Linked DNA regions of Gossypium hirsutum: all the other regions are linked to region 1. A link is a contact called in public Hi-C data. All regions are on one chromosome and are shown on one strand. The core of a region is the stretch at or near the end of the contact, and the rest is flanking DNA. Distances in the headings are between cores, read along the strand shown. Region 1 holds the start of LOC107910681 (serine carboxypeptidase-like 42). Region 2 holds the start of LOC107948812 (transcription factor MYB124). Region 3 holds the start of LOC107944866 (ACD11 homolog protein). Region 4 has its middle 17 kb from the start of LOC107949360.

What was found. Hi-C and Micro-C count contacts between places; a contact is called where the count stands out from the background.
Region 2: a contact with region 1 is called in a Hi-C map of hypocotyl, with 5 times the contacts expected there. The contact joins the promoter of LOC107948812 here to the promoter of LOC107910681 in region 1. A contact is called at or near these places in 13 of 34 Hi-C or Micro-C datasets (anther, callus, hypocotyl and 2 more).
Region 3: a contact with region 1 is called in a Hi-C map of leaf, with 2.1 times the contacts expected there. The contact joins the promoter of LOC107944866 here to the promoter of LOC107910681 in region 1. A contact is called at or near these places in 2 of 34 Hi-C or Micro-C datasets (both in leaf).
Region 4: a contact with region 1 is called in a Hi-C map of leaf, with 1.8 times the contacts expected there. The contact joins the enhancer-like site here to the promoter of LOC107910681 in region 1. A contact is called at or near these places in 6 of 34 Hi-C or Micro-C datasets (anther, leaf and petal).

The regions. Positions count from the first base shown.
Region 1 is chrD02:38,400,715-38,406,004 of Gossypium_hirsutum_v2.1, forward strand. LOC107910681 (serine carboxypeptidase-like 42) reads right to left here and starts at 3,645. Exons shown (of 10, transcript XM_016838635.2): 1 at 3,216-3,645; 2 at 2,951-3,024; 3 at 2,730-2,847. The coding sequence starts at 2,965. LOC107910680 (alpha-amylase 3, chloroplastic) reads right to left here. Exons shown (of 13, transcript XM_016838630.2): 11 at 5,177-5,290; 12 at 4,894-5,061; 13 at 4,316-4,831. The coding sequence ends at 4,670.
Region 2 is chrD02:38,116,856-38,122,447 of Gossypium_hirsutum_v2.1, forward strand. It overlaps LOC107948812 (transcription factor MYB124), which reads left to right and starts at 1,628. Exons shown (of 12, transcript XM_016883467.2): 1 at 1,628-2,591; 2 at 2,719-2,765; 3 at 2,873-2,929; 4 at 3,025-3,097; 5 at 3,448-3,503; 6 at 3,630-3,809; 7 at 3,897-4,078; 8 at 4,218-4,363; 9 at 4,544-4,686; 10 at 4,764-4,972; 11 at 5,086-5,231. The coding sequence starts at 2,511. LOC121214704 (a long non-coding RNA gene) reads right to left here and starts at 4,879. Exons shown (of 2, transcript XR_005910387.1): 1 at 4,737-4,879; 2 at 3,722-4,087.
Region 3 is chrD02:38,827,001-38,832,308 of Gossypium_hirsutum_v2.1, forward strand. LOC107944866 (ACD11 homolog protein) reads left to right here and starts at 3,742. Exons shown (of 4, transcript XM_041088533.1): 1 at 3,742-4,123; 2 at 4,394-4,566; 3 at 4,893-5,038; 4 at 5,200-5,308. The coding sequence starts at 3,884. The coding sequence ends at 5,306. LOC121214549 (protein NRT1/ PTR FAMILY 3.1) reads left to right here. Exons shown (of 2, transcript XM_041088318.1): 2 at 44-607. The coding sequence ends at 607. It also overlaps the pseudogene LOC107944865.
Region 4 is chrD02:38,076,407-38,081,623 of Gossypium_hirsutum_v2.1, forward strand. No RefSeq gene overlaps it. Among protein-coding and RNA genes, the nearest start is that of LOC107949360, 17 kb to the right of the region's middle. Within about 2 kb of position 3,660, at least 4 of the 9 cell types and tissues checked have an H3K27ac peak or open chromatin away from gene starts, as enhancers often do. A contact at or near this core is called in leaf, where this site is marked.

The sequences.
Region 1 (5,290 bases), core at 2,395-4,894:
TGAAAAATTATATTTAATAGTTAAGAATTCTTTTTTTTGGCAGAGTAACAATCTCTCAAAATTGTGTATAATGCCCTATCAGTGCCATCTATTTATAAAAGAGAAGGTAGAACTCTTGTTAAGTTGTAGTGATTTATTTCAAATAGAAAAATAACTTCCTACTTAAAATAGAAGTGGGGTGGACGAGACACCCTAATATTCTTACTAGGGTTGTCACCTCATTCATGTTATACGAAGAGTTTTTACCTTCTTTCACATCAGACACAATTACGAGTACTTCCTGAGCCTTTTGACCTAGTACTTTATAATGTGATTCAACCCAATTCGATTTTTCTATTTCCCAAAATAAATTTTAATATTCTATCAAACAATTTTCTCATCTTATTTTACACCCAGTAAAATTTTGACGATTTTAATCCCGATAAAAATTTTGATGATTTTACCCCTAATAAAGTTTTGAGAAAATATGCTCAATATTTCATAACTCAACGTCTTCACTGTGATTGAATGGTTTGTTTTTATTTTTGGGCTTCAAAACAGCTCAAAAATATAAACTCATTCTTTTTATCGTTTTTAAGTAATCCTTATAGAATTGCAAATGAATCATTTCAATTTTCATTTCCATTTCCATTTTTTGGAAAACATTCATTTCCAAATGATTCCATTTTTCTTTTTCGAAAAAAAAAACATAGTCATTCCAAAATGTTTTTCATTTCTCTTTTCCTATTCATTCTATTCATTTCTATTCAAACTCACAATTCATTTCTGGTTTCAATGAGCTAGCGAAAGGACTGATTGGACATAAAAAATTAGGGCTAGGATAATTTATAATTAAGTTATAGCTTTTCGCCTATTAATGATAAACTCATTTAGTCATGAATTTGTTCCACTATAATATCATGACTGAGCTCTTCCTAACGAAATACCATTACGACATACATTCATTTTATCAATGACAACACTTTAGACTTTAACAATTTTGAGACTAGACATGTAGGTTGGCTAAATCAAGATACAAAAATCTCAAAAACATGAAACTCGTGAAGAATAGGCTTTGAAAACACTTGCATGCAAAGCTGAATAATCCAAAAAGCTTAAAGCTTTTCTTTCTTCTACAGAGACAACATTTTTGGTAGAGGAAGACGAGAATGAAACTCTCTTCCCCTCCACTTTAACTCACAACATTAACATATTAATTTTCATCGTTAATGAAAATTAACAAGTGTTTCCACTAAACATTGACACAACCGAAACTACCATGCAAGAGTGACTATTTACCACTTTGAACCTTGAACAATTTTTATTAAACTCATTTAACTAGCTTTTCGCTAATTCTTATGATTTTAGTCCATACACTTTCATTTCTAACTTATTGACTAAATTCACCAATTCAAACATCAATAAAACACTTTTAACAGGTTGGTAAATGTAAATAAATAACATTTTCTAACTTTATCATCGAAATTGTGGTCTTTGAACTACTGTTCCGACACAATTATAAATCAAGTTGTTACAACTTCTTTATAGGCTATTAATTCTACTCACATAGTCCTTATCCCTAAAACATAGTCTATGTACAGTTCTTTATAACATTATATAAAAAAACAATTGCCAATCATTTTCAAAAGGTGTTGAATGTTTGCATAGATGAAGGACAAAGTGCTTTTGTTCCAAAGAGATTAATCACCGACAATGTTCTACTTGCCTACAAAATACTTCCCACTTTCAAGCAAAGAAGAATAGGGAAAATATACTCTGTTCCGTTCAAACTCGATATTAGTAAAACTTATGATATGATGATCAAGACGGGATTTTCTTTTTCTAGGTCGATTTCATTATGCACTGTATTCCCACAATTTCTTACTCAATTATTATTAATGGGGAAGCGGGCGAAATCTTTAAATCGACAAGAGATCTTAGGCAAGGAGATCCACTCAACCCCTACCTTTTTCTTTATTTGTAGTGAAGGTTTATCGTCTCTTATAAGAATGGAAAAGGGGGAAGGAATAATAATTGGAGAAAAAGTATGCAGGCGGGGACCAACAATTACTCATCTTTTGTTTACAGACAACTGCATTTTGTTTGGAGAGGCTACTGACAGAGGTGCTAATAATATGACGGGTTTATTCAAAAGAATATGAAGTTTTCTCAAGTCAATGCATCAATTTTGAGAAATCTCTTCTGCTCTTTAGTTCTAATATTTCAGATCAATCAAGGATATCAAATTCTCAAATCTTGAATGTCTGTTATTCTTCAGGTCCGGAAAAATACCTTGGACTTCTGAATACGGTAGGTTGAATGAAAAGAAAGGCTTTCTAGATATTGAAAGACAAGGTGATTAGTCGCATTAATAATTGTTGTGTTAAACCCCTCTCTCAAGGTGGTAAAAAGGTTTTCATTAAAAGCATTGTGCAAGCCATCCTACTTATTCGATATCATGCTTTTTATTGCCTAACTCTCTTTATGTTGAAATGGAGCGCATCATTAGCAGGTTTTGGTGGCAGAAACACAAGGGCAAGAAGGGGATTCATTGGTGCGAATGGAGAAAGCTATGTGACATTAAGGAAGATGATGGTTTGGGGCTTAAGAGTTTATCAAAATTCAATTTAGCCCTTCTTGCAAAACAGGGTTGGCGATTGTTTAGTTCTCTAGATTCTTTATTGGTGCGCACGTTAAAGGCTAAATATTATTCAGATTCCCCTTTTTTGAGATCGAGTCTAGGAAATTACCCTTGTTATACCTCGAAGAGTATATGGGCTGCGAAAGGACTTCTTTAAACAGACATGTGTTGGCGGGTGGGATCGAGTACCAATATATCCATCTGGAAGAATGCTTGGGTTCCTGGCTCTGTCGATTAGAAGATCTATAGCTATGTAAGAAATCAAATTATAGACAAGGTTTCTGAACTGACTGAGCCAAGATTGAGACAGTGGAGGGAGGATTCCATTACCAACATTTTTTCCATTGAGGATCCAACTGTCAACTTTTGAAATAGTTAATTTCATCGATTCATACATTTGAGATCTAGAAATCATAAATGAGAGATTATCTATCAAAAGAGTTGAAACGATGGAAACCACCAAAACCACCCTCGCTCAAGATAAGCTTTGATGCTGCTTTGCAAAGCTATACAAAGAAATCATGCATGGGGATAGTGGGCAGAAACTCAGAAAGGACAGTTTTGGGTTTGAGAATGATTATCAACAATCACGTACCTACTCCTTTGGCGACAGAAGCGCTTGCATGCCTCCAGGTAATTCAAATGTGCCTTGATCTGGGTTTTAGGGATGTGGTGATTGAAAGAGATTCTCTTGCTATTGTAAAGAAACTACATGCACAAAACGAAGATGGATCTGTCATTAGTGCCTATATTATAGATGTAATTTTTTAGCTGCTGATGGTTGCGATTGCTCAAGAGATAGAGAAGGTCTCTAGATTTTGCATTTCCTGAAAGAGACGGTTTGTTTTCCTAATGGGCTCCTGGTTATCCTTTTGTTTTATATGCCCTTAGGGAGTGGTTGAGCTCATTAAAACGGTTGGGTACTCTTTGGTTTTATCGAAGATATGCTTCTATTTCTTAGGAAATTGTTATGTTTTTTATCTTCTATTAGTTGTTATTATTGTGATTTTTTTAAACCGTTTTAATAAATGAAATCTAGCCTTTTCTTAAAAAAATAAAGAAAGAAAAGAAGAATTCTTAGTTAATTAAACTTCCAAAGTTTCTAACAAAACTCAAACAAATAATTATTTTCTAGATTATTTGAAATTTTGATTGTTTTATGAAATTTTATTTATTTATATTTATTTTTTGAATTTTTTCATTTTTCTAGTTTGGCATAATGATAAATTTAGTTATTCATGTTTACATATTTTTGTGAATTTGACTGCTATCCTTTTTTTAGTTAAATTTAATTATTAACTTTTCAAAAATAGTCGAAATGCTTCTCTTTTAAATGAAACTGCTGACTAAAATATTAATTTTTTAATAATTTGTGTATATTGGGGTGATCATTTCAAACAAATTTTCTAACGACGACACTAAATTGATAAAAAAATTTAAATGATCAAAACAGGAACAACCCTCTTTTAGGGTGATCATCGAATAGTTTATCCTATATTTAAATAGAATAGATTAATTAATTTCAAATATATAAAAAATATTTACGCCTTTAGCTTTTAATAATTTTAAAATTCATAAAATAAATAAATAGATAATACACATATATCAATGACATTTGCCTTGACAAAAAACTTTATGATAACAATGAAACCTTGAAAGTGGAAAAAGAAAACCAGGGCAGCTGGAACTTGGAAAGGAATAAATAGTATTTCATTTTATTTTATAAGAAAATAATAACAACAAAGCCAATTTGCAAAAATATTACAGATTTGGCAGAAGGCAAGAAATTGTTCTTCCAATGTTATTATCGTAAGGAATTGTAAAATAAGATATAATGAACAAGTACTAAGTTAAAACTCCTTGGACTGTAGCTAAGTGGCTCCAATAAACAATCACCTGCTGTAAGCCCTGACTTTGGTCAAACACCCTATATGTATATCGGGTAAAAAATGGTACAAATGATGGAATGAGAGGTACATGCTGGACATTCCTAGAGGATTGACTATATACACTACGCAAAGTAAAAATAGTTCCCAGCCCAAGTTTGCATTAAGAAGATGCTTCCCAGACCTTGTAATCGTATCCCTCAAGAGCTAAGGACCATCTTTGGGGTCCACTTGGAGGCTCATAATAACCTGGTCCAATCTTCATTGCAACTCTGTCGTCTATGGTGGCCGCATATACATCCCTCTCTGCCTTCACAATTTCAACCTATACCATAAACCAAGTCAATACTTGTCCTTCCTTTTAGTGCTAGAGTTTTGGATACTTACTATACTCCGGCAATGGATTTTGTTTCTGTTTCTGAGAGAGATAAGAGCGCCAATCTCTGAGCGATGGTGGGAGACAATGTGATCATAAAACACAGCCGGTGTTCCTGGGTGTGTCAAGATATATGCATATCCTTGCATTTCCTTTCCACCTGGAAACCTCCAATGACCCTTCAGGAGTGGCATATCATATCAAACAGGATAGTTTGAATAGAAGAATGTAAGCATTAGCATTCAAAGTAGTTAAAGGGGAAACAAGTGAAAAGACAGTGATGCATGCTCAAACCTGGGTAGAACCAGTGTCATGATTCTCTATAAAGGTAACAGCACGAGAGGGCCACCATCCAACAACCCCAGGAGGCTTCCCTTTCTGATCCGATAATCGCCAATATTCACATCT
Region 2 (5,592 bases), core at 378-2,877, 290 kb before region 1:
TCTTAGTAAAAAATAAAAATAAATCAATTAAGCTCTTAACATGCACTCAATTGAGTCCTCAATGACAAAAGAAATTCAACTAGACCCTTTCGATAATAAAAATCGTCATTGATCAATTTGACTACGCGGTTAAAAAAACCTAAAATCCTAAAAGTTATAAAAATATACTAAAAATGTATATCTAGTTAGAACCTAGACAAATGAACTTAAGTTTATTTGAATCTAGACACCTATTTGTTTACTTCTTTTTAGATGTAATTCAAAATATTATAAAAAATTATAAATTATTATAAAAATATGATAATTATAATAATAATTGATAATTAGTAAAAAATACTAACAAACTATAAAAATTGTAAAATATAAATAAAATATAATAAAAATTTATCTAAATTTTGTACATGTCATGTGCCCTTATATACCCATTTTGCCTTAGTATACAATTTTTGGAACCTACCAAAAATGAAACCAAAGGTGATTAAGAGGTTTTTTTTTGGTTCATTTTTCAAACGATTATGGGTACAACAAGTACATATAATATGATTTTTCATTAACTAAAAGTTTAAGTAATTCAGTAGGTGAGTTTGTTTAGGCTTAATTCATAACATTAAATTAATCTATTACATCATCTTATTTTTATATAATTACTAACTTTGAGTTTTTATTATACATATATAATAATTGCATTAAAAATTATTGTATATCCATAATTAATTTTTTTAAAATTTATTTTATTTTATAATTTAGTGTTATTATTTATAAAATTTTAATATAATCATATAATATTTAAAATACATATTATCATAAATTTGAGTTTTAGATTGGATCTATCTCGGGTTTGGATTTCCTCGAATTCTGATCATTATAAACTTGGATTGGCATGGGCGAACTTTTGGGCTCAGGTCTGTTTTGCCCGCTCTAATGAAATATGATGGTTGAATTGTTAAAATATAAAAAAATAACGACAGAATATAAAACCATATGGGTAAGTGAAATATTTTAAAGAAAATGTGATATAAATGCAAAATCATGAGTTAAACAATTTAAAGTTGGTATTTGTAACAAATAAAATAATAATAGAATATTCAAGGTAAAAATGTTGAATTTGGAATATATATTGTCATTTTCTTCTTTAGAAAAGACAAACAATGTTTGTGTTGGATCATTAAATATCCAAACCAATAACCAAAAGAGAAGTTTCCTATTTTTGATTTGGTATTTTTCCCTCCAAAAATCTAACTGGAATTAATAAGCTTCACATGAACAAACAACCAAACAAATGGAAGGTGAGAAAATCGAATGAATATGAAAGCAAAAGCATCTCATTTTTAAGAAAATAAAATAACACAAACAAAATGCCATTAAAAAGAACTTGTCGCGTCAGAAAATTAAGCCAAAAACAATAATAAAAAGCCCAATTCCAATGATGCAAACTATTCACGTGCGTTGCACTGCCCAATGAAAACCATCAACGTTGACTGATGCACAGGCATTACATCCAATCAACACACGCGTTTCTTTCACGTGAATATGTTGCGCCTGGGGATTGTTTTGAATTTTGAAAACTAAAATTCACCCCCCAAAATAAGAATATATATAAGAAGAAGAGCTGTGATGTGAAGAAATACGAAGGTTCATCAGTTTTTATGTCCGCTAAAATCATCATAGTTCAGGGAAAAAAACAGAAAAGAAAATGGATAAATTATTAAATTTATAAAAATAAGAAAATAGTAAAAATAGGGTTTGCTTTAGGAGCAGAGTGGGGTAAGTGTCCAGGGCATTCATAACAGCGTCATGAAATTCGGCGTTATTTATTTATTTAATTTTCTTTTTCTTTTAATATTTTCAAACTCTTCTTCATACCCGCGCACTAAAGCAAGAATCCGTTGATTTAAATTAATATTTTTTAGCTCTTTTCTTCCATTGTTTGAAATCAACAAAATAAATCCTAAAAAACCCTTGCAAGAAAGAGAGTATTTTTCCAAAAAGTTTCTCTCTTTATTTGAAAGAAAAAAGCCCAAAATATATATTTCTTCCAGATTCATCATTCCATCACTCTTCCATTTCCCTTCTCTTCAAAGTTTTAATTCTTTTTATCCATTATAGATCTACCCTTTTCGATTCTACGTATATACATGTACATTTGAATCACAAAGCTCAAGCTTTTATTGACCATATAACTGGTGGAGACGTTGTGATTCTATTTTCTAAGTATAAACAGGAAAAAGAAAGGGTTAGCATCCGAGGAATAACGGAGTAGAAGGGGGAAACAAAGCATAGAGTTATTGAGAGTAATAAGGATTCCGTTTGAACCCAACAGTGAGTTTTGTAGTAAAAAAGATAAAAGAGAGGGAAGTGGAAGCGTTGGTTCCCTTTTTCATGGTTTTTTTTTTTATAATAAAGGGTTGGCTTTTTGAGGATGCCACTTGGGTTTTAATAAAAGGGAAGGGAGCGTCAAGGAAGGCCAGCAACTAAGAGAGACAGAGATTAGAGTAAAGAAGAAAAAGAATATGCAGGAAACAAAGAAGAAGAATGGTGGCAATGAAGATTCCAAGAAGAAGGAGCGTCATATAGTGACGTGGAATCAAGAGGTTTTCTTTTCTTTTTTAAAATAGTTTTCTTCTTTGGTTCCCTCTGTTTTGTTTATTATTTGATTGATTGATTCTTTGTTTTGGGGGGTTCTTATTAATTTGATATTGGGGGGGGGGGTGTTTGCAGGAAGATGATATACTTCGAGAACAAATCAGTTTACATGGGACTCAAAAGTGAGCCTTTTATTCATTCATTCGTTCATTTGAAGGGTTTGTTTGTTGTTTTTTTAATGATGGATGAAATTGAATGGATTTGTGTTGGTTTTAATGTTTGAGTGCAGCTGGGCGATCATTGCCTCTAAATTCAAGGATAAAACCACAAGGCAGTGCAGAAGAAGGTTGGTGAAACCATGATGATTCCAAAAGTTTGATCATTTTTAGTCTTGTTTGACTTTTTAATCTAATGTCTTTTTTTGTCACAACAAAAACACAGATGGTACACATACTTGAATTCTGATTTCAAGAAAGGAGGATGGTCACCAGAGGAAGATATGCTTTTATGTGAGGTAATTAAATAAGTTTAAAACCTCCATTTCCATTCAAGTTAAATGGGGTCAGTGTTACTTTAATAAAACTTGAAATGAATTTTTCAAGAACTTATCTTCTTATGATGTATTTGGAGGAAATGTTACTTTCATTGATCAGTTGTATCAGGCTATTGCATGTTACTGGTACAGTAGGTTTTGAGTTTTCCAAACAGGAAAAACAAATATATAGAGAGAGGTAGGCCAGACCTTAAACTAATTGACACAGTTTTTGTCTTTCAAAAGTAGGGCAAACAACAGCCACTTAGTTTCAGTTTGGATAAGTGTTTCTGTAGATCCTGAATGTGCTGATGACATAAGGTGATTTGCAGGCTCAAAAAATATTTGGCAATAGATGGACAGAAATAGCAAAGGTGGTTTCAGGCAGGTATATATATCTATGATTTTTTTGGAAAAAAATCCTCTAGTGCAGAAAATTGATCTCTTTTCAACTGTCATTTTTCCATTTTCTGTTGTAGATTATTAACCTTTACTGATTACGTGGTTAATGCAGAACTGATAATGCTGTTAAAAATCGTTTCTCCACACTGTGCAAGAAGAGAGCCAAATATGAAGCTTTGGCCAAAGAGAATAGTAATTCATGTATAAATCCTAATAACAAAAGAATTTTACTCCAAAATGGGTTCAATACAGATGGAACAACTGATAGTGCTGCCCCTGTTAAGAGAATGAGGTACCATAGCATAAATGATAAATGTAGAAATATGTATACACATAGTAATGGCCTCAAGTTGAAATCCTTTTTATTTCCCCATTTCAGGAGATCCCACATTCCTGATCTCACTGAAAGTTGCAACTTTGGAGATAGAGCACATAGAGTATCTGGAACAATCATCAATCAGCAGCTAAGACACCCATTTGCTGTATTGGGTCAAAATCTCCACAATGCTAATAACTTGGTGCAACCTCAGGTCAACAAGGTTAAGGATGTCTCCGATGATGGTAAATCACCTGCAAAGTGGATTTTTACTATAGTTACATCTTTTTTCAGTTTAGCCAAAACTGTATGTATATTCAGTCTTCTATAATTGTTCTCATAATATAACATTTTGCATTCTTCTTTTCCTTTATTCATTTGCAGCTCAGAGTTATAGAACTCAAGGAACATTTCTCAAAAAGGATGATCCTAAGATAACTGCTTTGATGCAGCAAGCGGAGCTACTCAGCTCACTTGCATTGAAGGTTAACACAGACGGTACAGAAGAGAGTCTGGAAAATGCTTGGAAGGTGAGATATGATTTTAGTTTCTATCTTGTTTTTGTTTTATCATCAATTCAACATCCAATAATACTATCAACATGTTGCTTCTCTATAGGTAAAGTGCTAAAACTTAAATATTGTGGGGTTGATAGTTCAATCTATGCACTGTATGTCCTTAACTTTCATCCTAATAAATTTTATATTCAGGTCCTTCAAGAGTTTTTGAATCAGAGTAAAGAAAATGACACCTTCAGATATACAATCTCTGATATTGATTTTCAAATTGAAGATTTCAAAGACTTGCTTGAGGATTTAAGGAGTAGTAATGAGGGAAGTCAACAATCTTGGAGGTAACAGATAAATCAGTTAAAGTTCAGATTTAGTAAGGTTTCATACTTACCACTAACTGATGATTAATGTGTTGCAGGCAACCTGATCTCTATGAGGTGTCTCCTTCCAGTTCTGAATACAGCACAGGGTCAACAATTATGCCTCATCCAGCTGGGGAACGAGGAGAAAAGACTCGGGATAAAATAGATGAACTGCACCCGGATATATTGTCAAATCATATTGGAGAGCAGAATTGCAGTACCAAGGAGGAAGCAAGGGCTCTTTCCAGTGCAAACAAAAATCATGGTAATGAAATTCTATATCTGGTATAAAGGCCAAGGAATTCCTTGCTTATAACCACGCGGTGGTTAATTAAGATAAAATGATGTTTCTGAAAAAATGTGTCTATGTTACCACAGGCGAGATGATATCATCGTCTGATGACCAAACGAACATTATCGTTGCTTCTACCTCATCAAGCGCAGAGTTCAGTTCCCCAGTCCAAGTTACCCCACTTTTCAGATCTCTAGCAGCTGGAATTCCCAGCCCAAAATTTTCAGAAAGTGTAAGTTATCTTCAACTGTATGGTTTACCAATATATCCATTTAATAGAAGTAGGAGCAGTAGCATTATTAGAATTTGCAGTAGCAGGTAGTACCAATTATTATCTTTCTCAAGACCATGATTCCATAGGCAGTTTTAGTTGTGAGCTTACGAGTGTCTACTAATAAAACTGCTTTGGATTACTAGTTATGGATCCATTTATACCAGCAATCACAGCAAGACATTAATTTGCTTTTGAGCCACTGTTAATAGGTCTTTTGAACCATTTCTAGGACTTAGAGCTTGTTAGTCAATAAATACTAGGGTTAACTAGTTGTCAAAGCTTCAGTAGCTTCATGGTAAGTGATTATAACATCTTTGAA
Region 3 (5,308 bases), core at 2,492-4,991, 430 kb after region 1:
TATTATCTTTCGTGTTAACTACTAATTTTATTGATTGAATCAGGCGATGACATCTTTAACGCTATCAACAATCCTTCCACAACTTAGACCACCACCGTGTATAGGTGAGCAACTGTGCCAACAAGCTACTTTAGGACAACTGGCAATCCTTTACGGGTCTCTCTTACTGGGAGCCTTGGGATCGGGCGGGATACGGCCGTGCGTTGCTGCATTTGGGGCAAACCAGTTTGATGAAATAGATCTAAAGCAATCAACCAAGACATGGAAATACTTCAACTGGTACTATTTTGTGATGGGGGCATCCATCCTAGCGGTTGTCACAGTGATTGTTTACATTCAAGATAACATCGGGTGGGGATGGGGCCTTGGAATACCCACCATTTCTATGTTTCTCTCCATCATTGCATTCGTCCTCGGATACCCACTTTACAGACACATGGATCCGGTGGGGAGTCCATTTACCCGGTTGCTACAAGTCTCTGTGGGAGCTTTCAGGAAGAGGTATTTGATTATGGTTTCTGATCCAAACTTGTTGTACCAGAATGAAGAGCTTGACGCATCAATTTTTATCGACGGAAGGCTTGTCCACAGTAAACAAATGGCATAAGCTTCCTCTTAATATCTAATCTCTGTTATATTCAATTCATTCATCTCTAACTATCAGACATTATATATTAGCATCAATTGATCCAATCACAAATACACGAACTTGTCCAGAAACCGACAGTGGTACCATAACTTAGTCGTGGCATCAAAGCAAGTTGTTATAAAGTTGGTTTGTTTGTTTTGTAGAGATATCCTATTTAAGCACATGCAGAACTGACGTGAAAATATATTTTACTCTTTCAAATTCTCTTTTGATATTTTTTATATGTAACTTTCGTAGCGAGTTGGATTTACATGTTCACTTTCTGAACCATTCCAAAAACCCTTTTCAATAAACTATTACATATACATTATTCATCACTTCATCGGATATGAAAACTTTAATTTATCAAAATTTAATTCTAATATTTTATAAAAAATTAAATTTTAAATTATCAATTTAAAAACTAACAATTCAATCATTTATATATGAACATTACGATTTATGTGTTACATATTAATAAAAATCAATATTTGAAGTTTATGTAAATTAGAGTAACTAATTTTTTTTAAAATTTCATAAAGTTGGGATATAAAACTTTGGATTTTTTTTTTTGTAAATGTGTGGGGGGGGGGGGAGAGGGAAATTTTCTTAAAAAGGGATTTTGGAACCATTTAGAAAAGTGAATACATGTCCATCCATATTTGGGACAATAATAGGAAAAATATAAAAGAGTGAGATAAATGAAATGTTGAAGACAGTGGAAACCACCTTGAAAGATCTGATTGCTACCAACTTTTTATAAATTATTTTTATATCATTATAAGAAAAAGTATTATCTAAATGTTTTAAATTATTTTACCCTCATACATCTACTGTGGCTGTGGTTGTGGGTAATTATGCAAAAGAGAAGGCTAGTAATAACTGGGAGTAGGGGGCGCCACTTCCAATACCTCAGTTCTTATCGCCAAACAAACACCATACACGTAAAGTTTTTAATGCCTGTATCGAATCGGAAACTATCAAACCCCACCATAGAACAGGATGCCAGCACATTTATTTTATTTTACTCATTATTAGTTAACCTGCAACTCGCTCTGGTAGCCTAATGGGTTGCCCACAACCATAAATAAATTATCAGCCCTGTGACACTGGAATAAAATTTTGAAAACTCAATGTATATGGTCAGTGGTGCGTTGCAGACTTCTTGACAAGACAGCCATTGTGACTGAAGAAGATAATGTAAAAGCTCCAAATCTATGGAGACTAAACAGTGTTCATCGAGTGGAGGAATTGAAATCTTTGATCCGAATGGGACCAATATGGGCATCAGGAATCCTCCTCATCACAGCCTATGCTCAGCAAGGCACATTCTCCCTCCAACAAGCCAAAACCATGGACAGGCACCTCACCAACTCCTTCCAAATCCCTGCTGGTTCCATGTCTGTCTTCACCATGCTCGCCATGCTCTCCACCATAGCCTTGTACGACCGCTTTTTAATCCGCATTGCCCGAAGGTTCACAGGGGTGGACCGCGGCATCACCTTCTTGCGCCGGATGGGAATCGGGCTTTTGATCTCAGTATTAGCCACTCTCGTAGCAGGGTTCATAGAAGTGAAGCGTAAACAAGCAGCTGTGGCACATGGGCTTGAGGACAAGCCTCATTCTATCATCCCCATGTCAGTCTTTGGCTCGTGCCTCCGTACGGTCTACATGGAATAGCTGAGGCTTTCATGTCAATTGGAAACTTGGAGTTCTTTTATGATCAGTCACCAGAAAGCATGAGGATCAGTGCTACTGCTTTGTTCTGGACTGCAATTTCAGTTGGGAATTATGTGAGTACGTTGCTGGTCTCTTTAGTGCACAAATATAGTGCTAAACCTGACGGATCAAATTGGCTCCCAGATAACAATTTAAACAAGGGGAAATTGGAGTTATTTTACTGGTTGATCACCGGCTTGCAAGTGGTTAATCTTCTTTATTATATCTGTTGTGCCAAACTCTATACTTATAAGCCCATTCAAACCCCTACCAAAGACGCTGAATCTAAAGAAGCTGCATGCAAGGTTTGATTATTTTGCATTGTTGAAGTTGGCTTCCATGCAGCACATGCAGCATGAAGAAGCAGAGCAAGCAGCCGGTGCCATGAAGTTGCAGTTGAAGCTTCTGCTACTGTTTTGTTTTGTTACTTCAATCAGTATTTTGTAATTTAGTTTGTCTTGAACTAAGTTGGTAAAATGTTTGATGTAATTAGGTGAAGTTTGAGCTGATAAATCAGCTTTGCAAAATGTACGAGTTATGTTTAACAAGTTTCAATGTAGTTTAGTGGTGTTAGGTAAATGTTTAGGTGACATTTGCTAATTTTTGACCAGCTTATGGATTGATATATGTAATGGCTTTGTACCTTCATTCATCAGTCAATGAAATTATCAGAATTCTTCATCAAATTCTCTCTTAGTTCTTTGCTTTCTCTTGTTCTTCAAGCCCGATTCCGTTTTTGTTTGTACAGCAAGTATCGAGCCTTCAAGCTCAAGAAACTGCTTGTTTCATTCATCTTGCATTCTTAGTTCCACCATGCATTCCCAGGTTCTAGTCGTAGCAATGACCGTATCAAAATAAAAATAAAAATAAAGGTTGAAATTTTAGTAAACTATCTCTTTTTCTGTTTTTAATTATGGTTTACCAAGTCCAATCACTTCTTCTTCTTCTTTTATCTTGGGAGCTCAACACTTGTTAGTCAATCAGATCCTTTAATATATCGATAGACAAGCAACCAAGCAAAAGCAAGACAAACAAGAATATACTCATTCCAGGTTCAAGTCTTATATTTCCTTGCTCTTTAAAATTCAAATTTAGTTTGTATTAATTATGAAAATCGATGGTACAAGGGACGTGATCTGTTAAGTTTTCAACATATCCAATGACGATAATTGCTCAAGGGAGTTACCAGCTGCATTTGGACCGAATTTTATTGTGACCCATCCATCCCCATCAAACAGACGATTAAGAAAGCAACGAGTAACGACAAGGAAGCAAAAGGACCACAAATGTGTTGGAATTTTCCTTTTCCCACAAAAGTCGAAAACCAAGTGGCGGACCGTGTTTGTAGTGTGACCTCTAAATATCCCCCACAACACTTGTCATGTTTAGACAAGAGAAAGAAAATAAATGAATCCGAGACACGTAAAACACTAGTCCAATTTACCTTTTCTTGATGAAAATTCAAAATGTTGGACGGTTTCAAAGCGAATTGGGAATCCTAAAGAACAAAAATTAAAGATAGTTATGATATAAGCCATGGATGAAGGTGCAGATAATGGTTTTAATCATTCTCAAACCAAGATGTCCATGACAACTAAAACGCCTCTGTCGGATATAGCGAAGGCGTTTGAGGAGCTGTCGGGATTCTTGGGATCTCAGACTAAGGATCAAAAACTTCGGTTGGATAATTTCTGTGAAGCATGTTCTCTGGTTTCTGTTCTTTTTAGCTGCCTCGGCCTCGCCTTCAAATTCGCCGAGATGGAGTACGTCGCCAAGGTTCATTGCCTTTACATTGCTAGAAACTGGAATCATGTTTCTTTAGGCTGTCAGGATTTGCATTGAGAAACCTTATTATATGTATAATTGATGCCAATCAATCAATGTAAACTTAAATATTGTAGATAGCGTATAGACAGATTTTCTGATGTTGTTAACATCCATATACAATACAGCATTTCATCAAGGTCTATTTTCTTGTGGTTTGCATTTGTTTTTATACAAATTCTCAATGCCGTGATGTAATGAAATGATTAATGCTTTGATAAGGTACATGATCTTGTGGAAGCATCCAAGACGTATACCACTTTAGAAAATGTACTTGATCGTGATGTTGCTAATGACACGGTGAAAAAACCAGGAAGCCATTCACGTAATCTGCGGCGAGTTAGACAGGGTCTTGACCTCATCCGGGCTTTATTTGAAGAATTTATGTCAACCGAGTATGTCTCGCCCTTCCATCGTTTTTTTTCTCTTGATTTCAAGAGAAATTTGTAGTATTTACAAGTTGTGTAACGTTTGATATGCCTGTGACCCTTTTTTACTATGGCAAAATTCTAAAAATGACACCTGAAACCGAGATTAGGAGACTAAAGGCAGAGGCTTTAGACCATAATCAACATGGGATTAGCTGAAAATTTTGTTTTCCTCTCTGTTTCCTTGATAAAATACACACTACAATGCACATATGGAATGTAACTCTCCTTTTTCATGTCACCATTTCATGCTTCAACTTCCTTATTATTATTTATTTGGTTTCAAATTGTAGTGATTACTATTTGAAGGATGCAGCTTCAACAGCTTATTCTCAAGTGTGTGCACCATACCACACATGGGCCGTCAGGACTGCGGTTTCTGCTGGAATGTATACTCTTCCAACAAGGGAAGAACTTTTACAGAAGCTCAATGAAACAGGTGAGTTCCTATATGTTGAGGAGAGAGCAACATAGCATATGGAATGGATGCTTAATATCTTTCGCAAAATAACTTTGATCATCGTCATGTATTCTCTTCTTTTCCTTATACTTTTTAATCTATATATGTGTGTGTGTGTGTGTGTGTGTGTGTGTGTGCAGATCATACAGCAGAGAAGAAAATGAGAAGGTATATCGAAGCATCGCGCCCAGTAATAGCATACATTGATAAGCTTTATAGTTCTAGGAAGATCGCCTTGGACTGGTGACT
Region 4 (5,217 bases), core at 2,410-4,909, 320 kb before region 1:
CTGCACATTTCCGTTTCATATTTGCATTATTAGCATATCATTATCACTATCATTTGACATTTATTTCACCCCACAATACAACAAAATTCACAATAGCCATCACACATGTCTCATATCACAATATCGTATCATAATAATCAATCCACAATTATTCACATAATCACATATTTTGCCAAAATAAAACAAGAGAAGTGGAAAGCTTACATTCGAAACTTAGGATACAGTTTTAGGCTATTCTTAAGCTTTCAATTAACACTATGAATCGTGTTTACAAGTGCGATTTCAAACACTTACCGTTCGCACTTTCACCTAGTCGTCGAAAGCCTAAACTAGCTTCTCCTTGCCTTTTTATTTACTCGTAGAAGGTCCAAACGAATCCAAAGCTTCCACAAAGTAAATCACACATAGAAACACAATCAACATTTGGCCAAAGATTCACCTCAATCAACCAAAAACACAAGCCTAAACTAGATTCTCTTGAAACCGAAATTTTTAACATGGCAAACTTGAAACTCAAATATTTCGGTCTCTACTTATTCCTTTTGCCTAAATATGATTCCATTCATCTACTTTTTCATCTACGACTGATTCTTAACCTTCAAACTACACAAAATCACTCAAATTCGTGGTTCTAAAATTTTGACATAAAATAGGTATTTTTCATGAAAACTCAATAAAACCTTAAAATCTCTTAACTAAACTTTAATAAAAGTTTAAAAAACTTCTAATCATGTCAAAATAAGTTGAAAACACTTTGAAACATCGTTTTTATGTAAAATCCTGAAATCCACCATTAATGACATAATTTTCGGCTTTTATTCAAAACATTCGATTTAATGGGTAAAAAATCTATTTAAAAGACTAGACATCAAAAACTAATATGAAAATGATTCGTTACCTTCGATGGGAGAAAAACGAACATTTGGTTGAAAATCCAAAGAAACTCACAAGCTTAAGAGATGACAAAATCAATGGTGTTTTTGGTGTTTTCTTGGATTTCTATGGAGGTTTATTGATTGGCTGATGATAGAAATCAAAGGAATGGAGTTTGTGAATCAAAATTGAATGAATGGGGTTTAGGAAGACAATGGACGGCGAAACAAAAAGAATGGGAAAAACTAACGTGGGTTTTGTGAAGATAAATAGGGGAAATAGAGTATTTTTAAAACTTTGGTTAAATTACTTTAAAACTACTCCTAAATTGAACCCTTTTACAAAACAATTCTTATTTTACAGTTGAAGGTCTTTTCAGTATTATTTTCAAAAATTGATTTAATTTTTTCAAAAATTATGATTGAAAATAATTTCGTGTTACCACAATTCAGAATTTTCTGAACCTACTCCGAGCCAAAATTCACATTATACCCTCAAAACTTCTAGACCCAATTTTAGGGTGTTTTAGGGAGGCTCTTCTTATTGGGACATCTACAATAAGAACATTGAAGTCTAAATTGGCTTGGACTACAAAGGAAGAAAAGCATACAAATTTCAATTTAAAAACACTGCATGCTATTTTTTGTGGAGTAGATAGATAGGAATTTAAAAGAATATCTAAATTCACTACTTCCAAGGATGCTTGAGGAATTCTCAAGACTACTCATGAAGGAACCAATATAGTTAAGAAATTTAAAGTTCAGACTAAGCACCAAGTTCTAAACCTCAAGGATTCGGGAGAATGAAACAATTGGTGAGTTCTATGTTGAACTCTGTGACATATTCAATCAAGCTTTTGCCCTTCATAATGAGTATTCAAACTCCAAACTAGTAAGGAATGTGTTGAGATCCTTGCTCAAAAGTCTTGCCATCAAAGTCACAACCATTAAAGAGGCAAAAAGACATTAATAACATGAGGATCAATGAGTTGATTGAGTCCTTTTAGACTTTTTAAATCAATCTTGAAGAATCAGAAGGAACAAATCCAAGGGTGAAAAAAGCATTGTTTTAAAAGTGATAAACATAGTGCCCAAAAGTATGACATCTATTGTTTCACTGCTAAGAAAAGGATAGATTTTTGTTTTTAATTAGATTGAATTTTTATTAGGGAAAAATGGGCTAAATTGATTAATATAATTAAGAAAAAAGGGTCAATTGGTTCAAAATTTATGATTACGCTCGTAATCTAAGATAACCTAATTAATAGGTCATAATGGGATTATGTCCTAATATTACAACATCTTGACAATATTTGGGAACATGAGATTATGGGGTGGCTAGAATGTTGAGAATCCAAATAACATAATCTCATCTCGAAATGTAACATTATGAGTTGTAATGTAAGATTCGAGCAATCAAAAGTGCCCTTAAGCTTAAGAAATATGTAGTGATTTGCTTGGTTCTTTTAACAAATATTAGCCATTTATTTTTTAAAAGGTTTAAATGCAAAATTGGCCCTTAAAGTATATCATTTTTCCCACTTAGGCACCTAAAGTCTATTTTAGTCAAAAGTGGTACCTAAACTATCAATTTTACCATTTTACCCCAAATCACAATATCAACCAATAAAAACATGACACATGGCACATTTTTATTTGATATCATACACTTTTGGGGTAAAATGAGACGAAATTGGAAGTTTAGATACTACTTTTGGGAAAAAGTACTTGTACTTAAGTAGGGAAAATGGTATACTTTAAGGGCCAATTTTGTAATTAAACATTTTTTAAATAAAGGGTTATTTTCGTGCCATTAACGAAGAGACACCCTTCCTATCGTATGACATTTGGGACTTTAGCGAGTGGCAATGACCCTACTCAGTTCACTATACTTTTGATTTGCTTGTAATCTACCTTTTTAACTTATCATTATTAACTTCTTAATCTTGAATTTACCACATATTGACTTACTAAATCAAGAAGGTCAGACTGTTGACTTGACTTGGGCTGAACAAGTGTGAAGCCCAAAGGGAAAAGTGAAGATAGGCCCAGAGCTGTACCGGTTTTGAAACGAAAGAGGGCAGCAAAGTTGTTTACGGATTAGACTTGATTAGACCAATGCTGGCCCATATGCATCCTAGTGAACAAAAAGGAGCCCAAGGACAGTGTTATGATGACAAGTGTGACACATGGGGTTGGAGCCTGGCTCCACTCCAGTTAAGCTTCGGAGCCTAACGCTGAATGAAAATGTAATCTCATTATGTTAAAGCGGGGAGTGCAGGAAAAAGGTGGCCTTCAAACCAAGCTCCCCCTACTTGTTTATGTTACTGAGTGGGTGAATGGGGTCCCCATAAGGCTTTCAAAGTGAATCATTTATTTGACAGACATGAACTTCAGTTAAAAACTTTGAAAAGACCAATCAAAACATCCTTGCTGTTTCAATGATATTTTTATGTGGTATGGAACTAATGAGATTTACTCGTTAGAATCTGACAGATAATGTGAAAAAAGGGTTCACTGTGAAAAAGTAAGCAATCATGTTAAAGAGTAAGACAGACAATTAATTTTTCCCTCATCCTTGAGACCATCCCCAGACTCAAAGAGTGAGCATGCTTCTACCAACATCTTAAAATAATACTAAAATCCTACTCAAGTTTCTATCCTGCTATAATATTTCACTAGGGTGGTAATGATTCCAAGTGTAGAAATTCATAAAGGTGTACAGGGTATAATTGTAAAGCATGTGGGGGACACATTACTGCTAGCTACAACATCAACATCATACGTACATAAACAATTGTAATAGTGACAGAGATTATAATGATTGATATATAAGACTACTGTTAGCTACAACATCAACATCGTATATGAGTATATACAAACAAGAGTAATAGTGACAGATTGTAATAATGACAAAATAAATTTTTTTAGCGTATGTATGGATATACAGGATTATGATGGCTGCTTCAAAGGGTAGACATATTTTGGTAATAGGCTCCAAAGTTCATGCCTAGTCCCATGCTGTAGTGCTCCCTACTTCACTCGGGCAGAGTTAAAGAAAAGGAAGAAAATGGCCCAACCTCTCAAGCCTTGACTGTGAAGCTGGGGTACTTATCAATTCATTAGGGGGGTGAGAGAGGGGTGTGCTTTTGACCACTTCTTTTCAGTGACTCCATTTGTTTATACAATCAGGAGGCAGAATAATATTAGATTGAGGGATCTGAATTCAGAAAGAGGAATTAAAAGAGGTGTCAAGTCACAGTTTTGGTATAGAGTAGAGTAGGGGGGGGGCTTGCAACTTTGCAAATCCCTGCTATATTTTTGTGTTAGATGAGCTGTTCTATGAACACATCTTTATTGAAAGTAGCTAAAGAGTGAGACACCATTTCAGAGTGACAGAATGTAAATTCATCTTCAATTCTCCCTTTGCCAGATCCCACTTTGCAGATTTCTGTTACAAAATATAAAAAATTTCCCCTTTTTGGGTATTCTCAATAGTGCTCCCATTTAATGAATGTAACAGTGCAAAGATGTTTATATGATTGGGAGATTGACTCTTAGCTCTTTAAAGATAGTAGACGATTAGCATTCATGTCCCTTCAAATTGAAATTAATTAGAGTATAACTGTGTACATTATAATTATACCAGATGGAAACAAATGGAGCAAGGCCCCATACTAGGGGTATGATTTGGATTTAATATGAAATGAGAATTCTAGCATTAATGATAACATCTATTATGGGACCATTAACTACATATAATTCTTGTGATTTGTTTTAGCATATGGACGTGGAAGTAGGTAGTAGTTCATCATCTTATCACTCTAACAACCCAATTCATTAGTAGTTTTTATTTTTTAAATTCATAATATTTGCTAGACATCCTTTTATTATGCACCAAGGGAAGAGAGCAATCAAAGTTGGCACAACATTTTATTTTCTGCCAAACACCGACATTTCAGGCATAATTAAATAAGTTAAATGCTAACTTTGACCGCATATGTACCCTTATTTCAGGTTTACTCACCCTTTTTTTGTTTTATTAAAGCAAGATAAGGAATTCGACTTCCACTTAAACTTAAATTTCAAATTAAATCTTTTCTTTGCCATTCAAATAAGCATACTTTGAACCAATCAATTAAGCTTTTCTCGATCCTAACTAGCTACCTAATCATACGATAGGAAAAATAAGTGAAAGTAAAACAATAAGAAGGGAATTAAGTAAAGGAAGGCTTAGGATATGGTAAAAGTATTTTTCTAGGTTAAAAATTAGATTGTATTTTATTTTCTCTACTTAAAAAATGAATAAATTAATTTTTATACATTAAATAAAACAGAAAATTAG